2 separate regions of the Triticum aestivum genome follow, and region 1 is linked to region 2. Evidence: chromatin contacts called from public Hi-C data. All regions are on one chromosome and are shown on one strand. Each heading gives the region's core, a stretch centred on a gene start, on an enhancer-like site or on the middle of the called end of the contact. The rest is flanking DNA. Distances are from core to core; before and after follow the strand shown.

What was found. A called contact is a pair of places that touch in the nucleus more often than the background predicts.
Region 1: a Hi-C map of leaf shows a contact between it and region 2, with 4 times the contacts expected there. The contact joins the promoter of LOC123062550 here to the promoter of LOC123062544 in region 2. A contact is called at or near these places in 1 of 5 Hi-C or Micro-C datasets (leaf) and 1 of 1 datasets of contacts at active chromatin or transcription factors (leaf).

Annotation. Positions count from the first base shown.
Region 1 is chr3A:607,821,210-607,824,418 of IWGSC CS RefSeq v2.1, reverse strand. LOC123062550 (elicitor-responsive protein 1) reads right to left here and starts at 1,751. Exons shown (of 5, transcript XM_044486106.1): 1 at 1,328-1,751; 2 at 1,108-1,173; 3 at 807-945; 4 at 326-464; 5 at 25-230. The coding sequence starts at 1,394. The coding sequence ends at 177. It overlaps LOC123062549 (triosephosphate isomerase, cytosolic), which reads right to left. Exons shown (of 9, transcript XM_044486105.1): 7 at 3,203-3,209; 8 at 2,952-3,034; 9 at 2,485-2,803. The coding sequence ends at 2,750.
Region 2 is chr3A:607,437,839-607,441,044 of IWGSC CS RefSeq v2.1, reverse strand. It overlaps LOC123062544 (protein ESMERALDA 1), which reads left to right and starts at 1,829. Exons shown (of 10, transcript XM_044486098.1): 1 at 1,829-2,464. The coding sequence starts at 2,078. It overlaps LOC123062546 (pentatricopeptide repeat-containing protein At4g11690-like), which reads right to left and starts at 646. Exons shown (of 1, transcript XM_044486100.1): 1 at 1-646. The coding sequence starts at 360. It overlaps TRNAK-CUU (transfer RNA lysine (anticodon CUU)), which reads right to left and starts at 748; the gene lies at 676-748.

The DNA of each region.
Region 1 (3,209 bases), core at 502-3,001, 380 kb before region 2:
CAATGGTATGGCAAAAGATCAATGTGAGCGAAAACAAGGGCAAATACTAGAAGTGCAAGCAAAGGTGGGGCAAATCCTCAAATTCCCCGTACATGGGCTTGGAGTCACATCATTGAGTCACGGGCATAGCATCCAACACTAATGCTACGAGCGAAGTACTTGGCATCACACATGCTCTACTCGCGAGAGCTGTGCGTCCAGCCTCCGACCTGCCCCCCGTCTTCTTCAACCTGGAAATGGGCATCGAGGGTGAGCCACGAGAAATCAATGGAGGCCAGTCACTGCACGCAATCATGCTTGCATCTCTTTAGTCTTTGGTCTTTACCTTGGTGGCGGTGAACGTGAGGCCTACTCTGATCTCGCCGTGGTATGAGTTATCAGCCGACACAACGCTGTACTTCGCCGCGTTCAGCTGCGACGCGCCGCTCTCCATGCCGGTGCTGATCAGATCGGTCACGTTGATCCTGCATCAATGATGGTTTCGAGGTTTAGACTTGGCACTTTTCTTTCTGTTCTTTAGGTAGCATGAACTAGGAAACACGTGAGTAAGCAAAACACAACAACAAAACGTCACGTTTGTGCCGGATCTCGAAAAGCATGATTATTTTTAAGTTTTTTCTTAGGATGAGAAAAGAGAGTAGAAAGGGACTGCATTGGACTTCTTGCCAGAAAATATGATAGGTATGAGCTCATGATGGGGTGCATAATATCGCATTCCACATAGGAAATTGACAGTTCTAATCTTCCAATTATTTTTATGAAAACCCTACACAACAAGGAGGAGGAGGAGGAGGAGGAGCACTCACGTTGCTTGGCCGAGGAAGTCGTCGCTGGAGAAGTTGTCGTGGTCCATGATCCGGAGGAAGAGCTTGTGCTGCCCGTTGGCGGCCGAGGAGTTGATCTGGAACCGGAACACCTCGTTCCAGCTCGGGTTCCTCCCCTCATCTGCATCATTTTACAGCGCACGGTTAGCCACAGCCTCGCAGGGTATCGACGGCTCCTGGATCTATTGCGCCAGAGTCAACGGCCGTTGGATGCTCCGTTCTTCCAATATCACCATTTGCAGCAGGAAAATCATGAAGAGGAAAACAAAACCAGGGAGCTGACCTCGGGAGGTGCTGCTCTTTCGCTCCTGGCTCCGGTACTGCGCGATCACATACGGGTCGATCTTCCCTGCACGCACGTACATGGCCAGCACAAAGATCAATCACACTTCACCCACAATCGAACGCAAGAACGGCGCAAAACGAAGCCAAGCCAAGAAGGTACCACATCATCAGTTCCTTCTTATACAATTCGACAAAGGAGGAGGGGGTACTCTACTCACCTAGGAAATCGCTGCCGAAGAGGCCCTTGGCGTCGACGAGATGCACCTCCAGAACGCCCCTACCCATCGTCGCCGGATCTAGCTGGAGACCTGAGCAAGCACCTCCTCTGCCCTTTGCCTTCTGGCAGGCCGCTCTGCCCTCGCCTTGTTTCCTCCGGGTCTTGCTGTGATGAGGTCGCGTTTGGAAGCAAGATACCAAACCACGGCCGCCTCCTACCTGCCTGCCTATGTATTTGTATGCATTCGCTGCCTTGGCTAGCCGCTCCAGCGGGCAGGTCGAAGCTCTGGAGCGGTCGCCAGCGTGAGAAAGGGGTGCCTGCCGGTGGAGAAAGCTCCTGTTTGGACCGGACCGGTTCAAGGCTCTTCACACGCTTCCTCTCTCCTTCGTTCACTTCCCACACGAAAAGAAGGTGGAGCCATCCATCCCCACCAACTGGTCATTCTTTTCTCTGCGAGAAGAGTAGATCTGCTCTTACACTTTTAACGTCTTCCTGGAAACGGGATCATTACTGTAATACCAGTTGGTTAGTTGGCCACTGGCTTGAGTAGTAGAACTAGTCACCGCTAGCACGAACATGGTTTGATCCCTCCCAGTCCCGGTTCAGGACTAGCAGCTAATCGTGCTGATTGGATGGTTCGCTCTGGATCCCCATCCGCGGCTTGTGCCACCATCATGGTCGACAGCGACGCGTATCTGCTGGGAATCTGGATGCCTGCCGTAGCCAAACTGTACGCGCGTTTTGGAAATTTTGATCGCTTCTACCGTTCCGACGCGATGAGACGGAAAGGAGACGAAACGTAGTTCGTGGACTACGACAGGGAGGTGAGCAACAGACCCGGCCGGCTTCTCAGATCTGGGTCAGGGTCACGTTTCTTAGGTTCTAGATTTATACTACTTGCCTCTGACCTCGGCCTGAATGCTGCCGTTACGCAAGGTTGATGGCACGGCTGAGAGCGATTTGTTTTTGTTTTTTTTTTGCGGGTGGCTGAGAGCGATTTGTTAGTAGTATTCAAATGAATGACAAAAGTGGAATACTGTTCAAACAGTAGTGATGTCTGTGTACCATCAGGAATTCTGTTACTTCACCTGGTTCGAGCAAGAAGTTCATAAAAAGGCAACAGGTAACAGAGTATTCAAATATACGGCACTTCAGAACTTCAAGAAACAAGAAAATTGGTTTCAGCTGTTATGGTGTCAACAGGCCTCTGCGAATTTTGTCGAATTTGTGCATAGTTGGTACATATAAGTAATCCGATTATCGTTCCAGACAAAAACAAGCAAACATAAGCATGCATCACCCTAAAGATAAGATGGTCAATGCGACATAACAGTGCACTCGAATTAGAACAAGATGGTCAAACAGTCTTATAAAGATAAGCAGAATCCACTCCTACAAGCAACTGCATGCATCTCAAAAACAACTAAGCAGAAGAAGACTTCACGGTGGCAGACTTGATGATGTCCACAAACTCGGGCTGCACAAACAAAAAAAAAGTAAAGGTCAAGATTCATAAGAATTGTATAAAGCTTAGCCAATTGAGCGTGACATTATGTATTATATTGACTTCATTTATATAACATGTCAAGTGTAGTTAATTATTTATTAGGAACACGGATTAAGACCTTGAGTGAAGCGCCGCCAACAAGGAACCCGTCAAGATCAGGTTGAGCTGCAAGCTCTTTGCAGTTTGCCCCATTTACAGAGCCTGGAAAGAGATTCAAGGAGAACGTAAAGGGTGAGGTCCAGTTTACAGCAGTTCGGCAGTACGGGGTAAAATGGAATGTTGTACAGAGAATTCAGCATTCCAGTGAAATTCAGTTCATGATTCACTGTCAGTTTCGCAGTAGAATGTAACTATTGCAAGCAGTAGTACCTCCATA
Region 2 (3,206 bases), core at 580-3,079:
CCTGCACCACTCCCCGATCAGCACGTTGTAGGTGTAGATGTTCGGCTCGACCCCGCCCCTCCTCATCTCGTCGAACAGGGCGAAGCCCTCGTCCCTGCGCCCGCGGACGAAGTGGCCGTGGATGAGGGCGGTGAAGGTGACCTCGTTCGGGGCCAGCCCCAGGCGCGGCATTGCGCCGAACACCCTCCGCGCCTCCGCCAGGTCGCCGGTCCTGCAGCAGGCGTGGACGAGCGCCGTGCAGGCGGCCACGTCCAGCGCCCCGTCGCCCGCCTTCGCGCCGCGGGCGAGATGCGCTAGCGCTGACCGCAGCTCGCCGGCGGCGCAGAGCCGGCGCACGGCCTCGGCCGTGGTCGCGGACATCGGGTTTTTGTTTTGCTTCACCTGATCGGCTTTTTGCTACCCTTTCTGGAGTGGAGGTTTGAGTTGTTGGCGGGTCATCGATGCCGCGTTGCACACGGCCAGCAGAGCAGTTGGACGTAGGATTCAAGGCCAGAAATGAGATTGTTCCTCCTGATCTGTTGTGATTATGATGAGGAAGAAGCTTTGGGATTCGTTTCGAGCTGCGTCTCTAGCAGGTGCCCTGTGGTTGCCATTTCCAGTTCTGCGGAGCCTAAAGTTCATACTCACTCACCATTTCCAGTTCGAACAAAAAAGCCCGGAGGAAAAAAAAATGGTCGCCCACCGTGGGGCTCGAACCCACGACCACAAGGTTAAGAGCCTTGCGCTCTACCAACTGAGCTAGACGGGCTTGCTGAATAGAATGCACAGAAAAGGTACTCGTTACTTGTCTCGCCAAAAAAGGTTACCCGTTCCTGACCTTGAAATCTACTCCCTCCTTCCCAAAGAAAACTGGGCGTGTACAACCATATACTACTTTTTTTTTGCATGGTCCACCATATACTACTTGCTCAGTGAATACGAATTTCGGCACTACTAGTCGAATTCTTTCGTACGCATACATAAATGCCACCACGATCGAACGAGGAAAAAACTGGAAAGGAATATCGTCATCAACTATGCACGCGACAGCTTGCAAGGAGAAGAAGGAAACGTTTGTACCTGGCCTCCCCTTTGCAGCTTAGCATCTTTCCTTTCCGGAGGGGATTTGACGTTATTCAGCCAGCACACCCTTTTCGCAGCTACGAGCCTTGGAACCAAGGGAAAGCGATCAATCCGAGAGCGCTAAATCTTATGGAAGGATCCGGAATAAAGGGAAGCGTGTTATTATTGCCCTTGCCACTGGCTGATCGAAGGATCCGATTGGGTCTAGTACTAGTACTGTAGTACAGTACTACTACTTATTTTCAGCATATTTCCGGATAGCAGTTAACGTCGCGGGCACACGTGTTGGGCATGACGAGCGACTCGTCCCGATCGCCAATTTTGTCCGACGAATAATATCGTCACAAGTCCAATACCTACGCTCATGTCACCAACCACGGCACACTCAGCCCGGTGGCGGTGGGACCGTTTTCCCACCACGGTCGTAGGCGAGCAAGCGAAGTGCAAGATCGCAACGTATCTCTCCCGCACACCCGCCTGTCGAGTGTCGACCGCCCCGCACGCTCGCTCACACGCAGAGCAGTCCACCGGTCCGGAGTCCAAACCTCAGAGACCTTCCACTTCCACGTCATTCTATCCCGTACTGCTGCCCCACGCCCACCGGCCGCCCCCGCAACCAGACGCCAGAAAATACCGAGTCAGCGACGGCCGAGCCCGCCTCCCTTCCCACGGACGGAGACGGGCCCCAGCGTCCAAAACCTCTCTTGAATTCCAACGCGCCCGAGCAGCAGGGGGAGAAGGAAGGAAGGAAGGAAGGAGGTCCACCGCCCACCCCCACGCCGTGCGCCTCCCCCTCCCCTCCCCTCCCCCTCTTTGAACAGTCGCACCACAGCAGCGCCTCCGCCTCCTTCCGTTCCCCCTCTCCCCTCCCTCGCCGCCGCCCGCCGCTCAGCTCAGACCCGATCGGCCGCGCGGCGCGAGTCCCGGCCCGACTGACACCGGCGGGCCGGCAGAGCTCTCCTGGCCCCGGCCAGCTCCGAGCCGTGCCTGCCGGGGGGTTCCGGAGGCGGCTTCGATGCAGCACCACGCGTACAGCCGCCTGGGGAGCTTCGGCGTGGGCGGCGGGGCGGGGGCGGCGGCGTCCCCGCCGTCGTCGCCGCGGCGGGCGTGGGGGAGGAGGGCGTCAGCCAAGGGCGGCGCGGGCGCGGGGAAGGCGGCGGGAGGGGGAGGCGCGGCGCGGCGGGCCGCGCGGGCGGTGCTGGCCGCGCTGCTGCGGCGGCAGGCCGTCTTCCTCTTCGCACCGCTGCTCTACGTCGCGGCGATGCTGCTCTACATGGGCTCCATCTCCCTCGACGGCGTGCCCCGCATCATCTCCCGCCCCGCGCCCGGTTCGCTCTACCACAGCCCGCAGCTGTACGCCCGCCTGCGCCCCGAAATGGACGCCGACAACGCCACGGACGCGGTGAGTGCCGCGCTGCCCCTCCCCCCTGCTCGTCTCTGGAAGTCTGTGTTTGCGATCGAAGTGTTTACTCGATTCGGGGGTGGAGCGAGTTCTCTCGATGCTCGGATTGTAGTGGGTGCGGCGGTGGGTGGTTGGATCATTGTGCGTGAGCTGACTTTCAGCGTGTCTTCAGAGACTGAACTATGTCGTTTTCTGCTTGTGGCCGTATACTCGTTTGCTTTATGTGGTGCGTGCTGGTTAGGACAGATATGGGTTAGTTTTACCCCCGATTGCTGCAGAATTACTACAATACAGTTGTGGAAATGTATGTGAGGGTGGATAACAGGGCAAACTAATGGTGTTTCACCAAGTTGAAACATACTTCAGATTTGTTGGGTTCCTAGTATTTTTAATCAACTGGGAGAAGACACATATCTTGGTCAGAATCAGATAATTGCGGTTTGAGAATTTGTCAGATTACCTGCTTCAAGCAATAGCATGTGCAGAAATGTTGTAAATATTGCGGTATCACATAGTATTTGTTAATTGAACGGAATTATGGAAAACCCAATGCAAACTATCCATCCAACAGTCTGCAATTCTGCTGGTCTAAAACAATTGCTTTTAACAGTTGAATCTTATGAATGTGTGTACACAATAGACATGGTTAGGAGCATCTGGTGAACATGGCTTTTCATATTAGTAGCGATGATGACAGATTGACAGGTTAATTTATGATTCAAGTGTATGAAACTTGTGTATA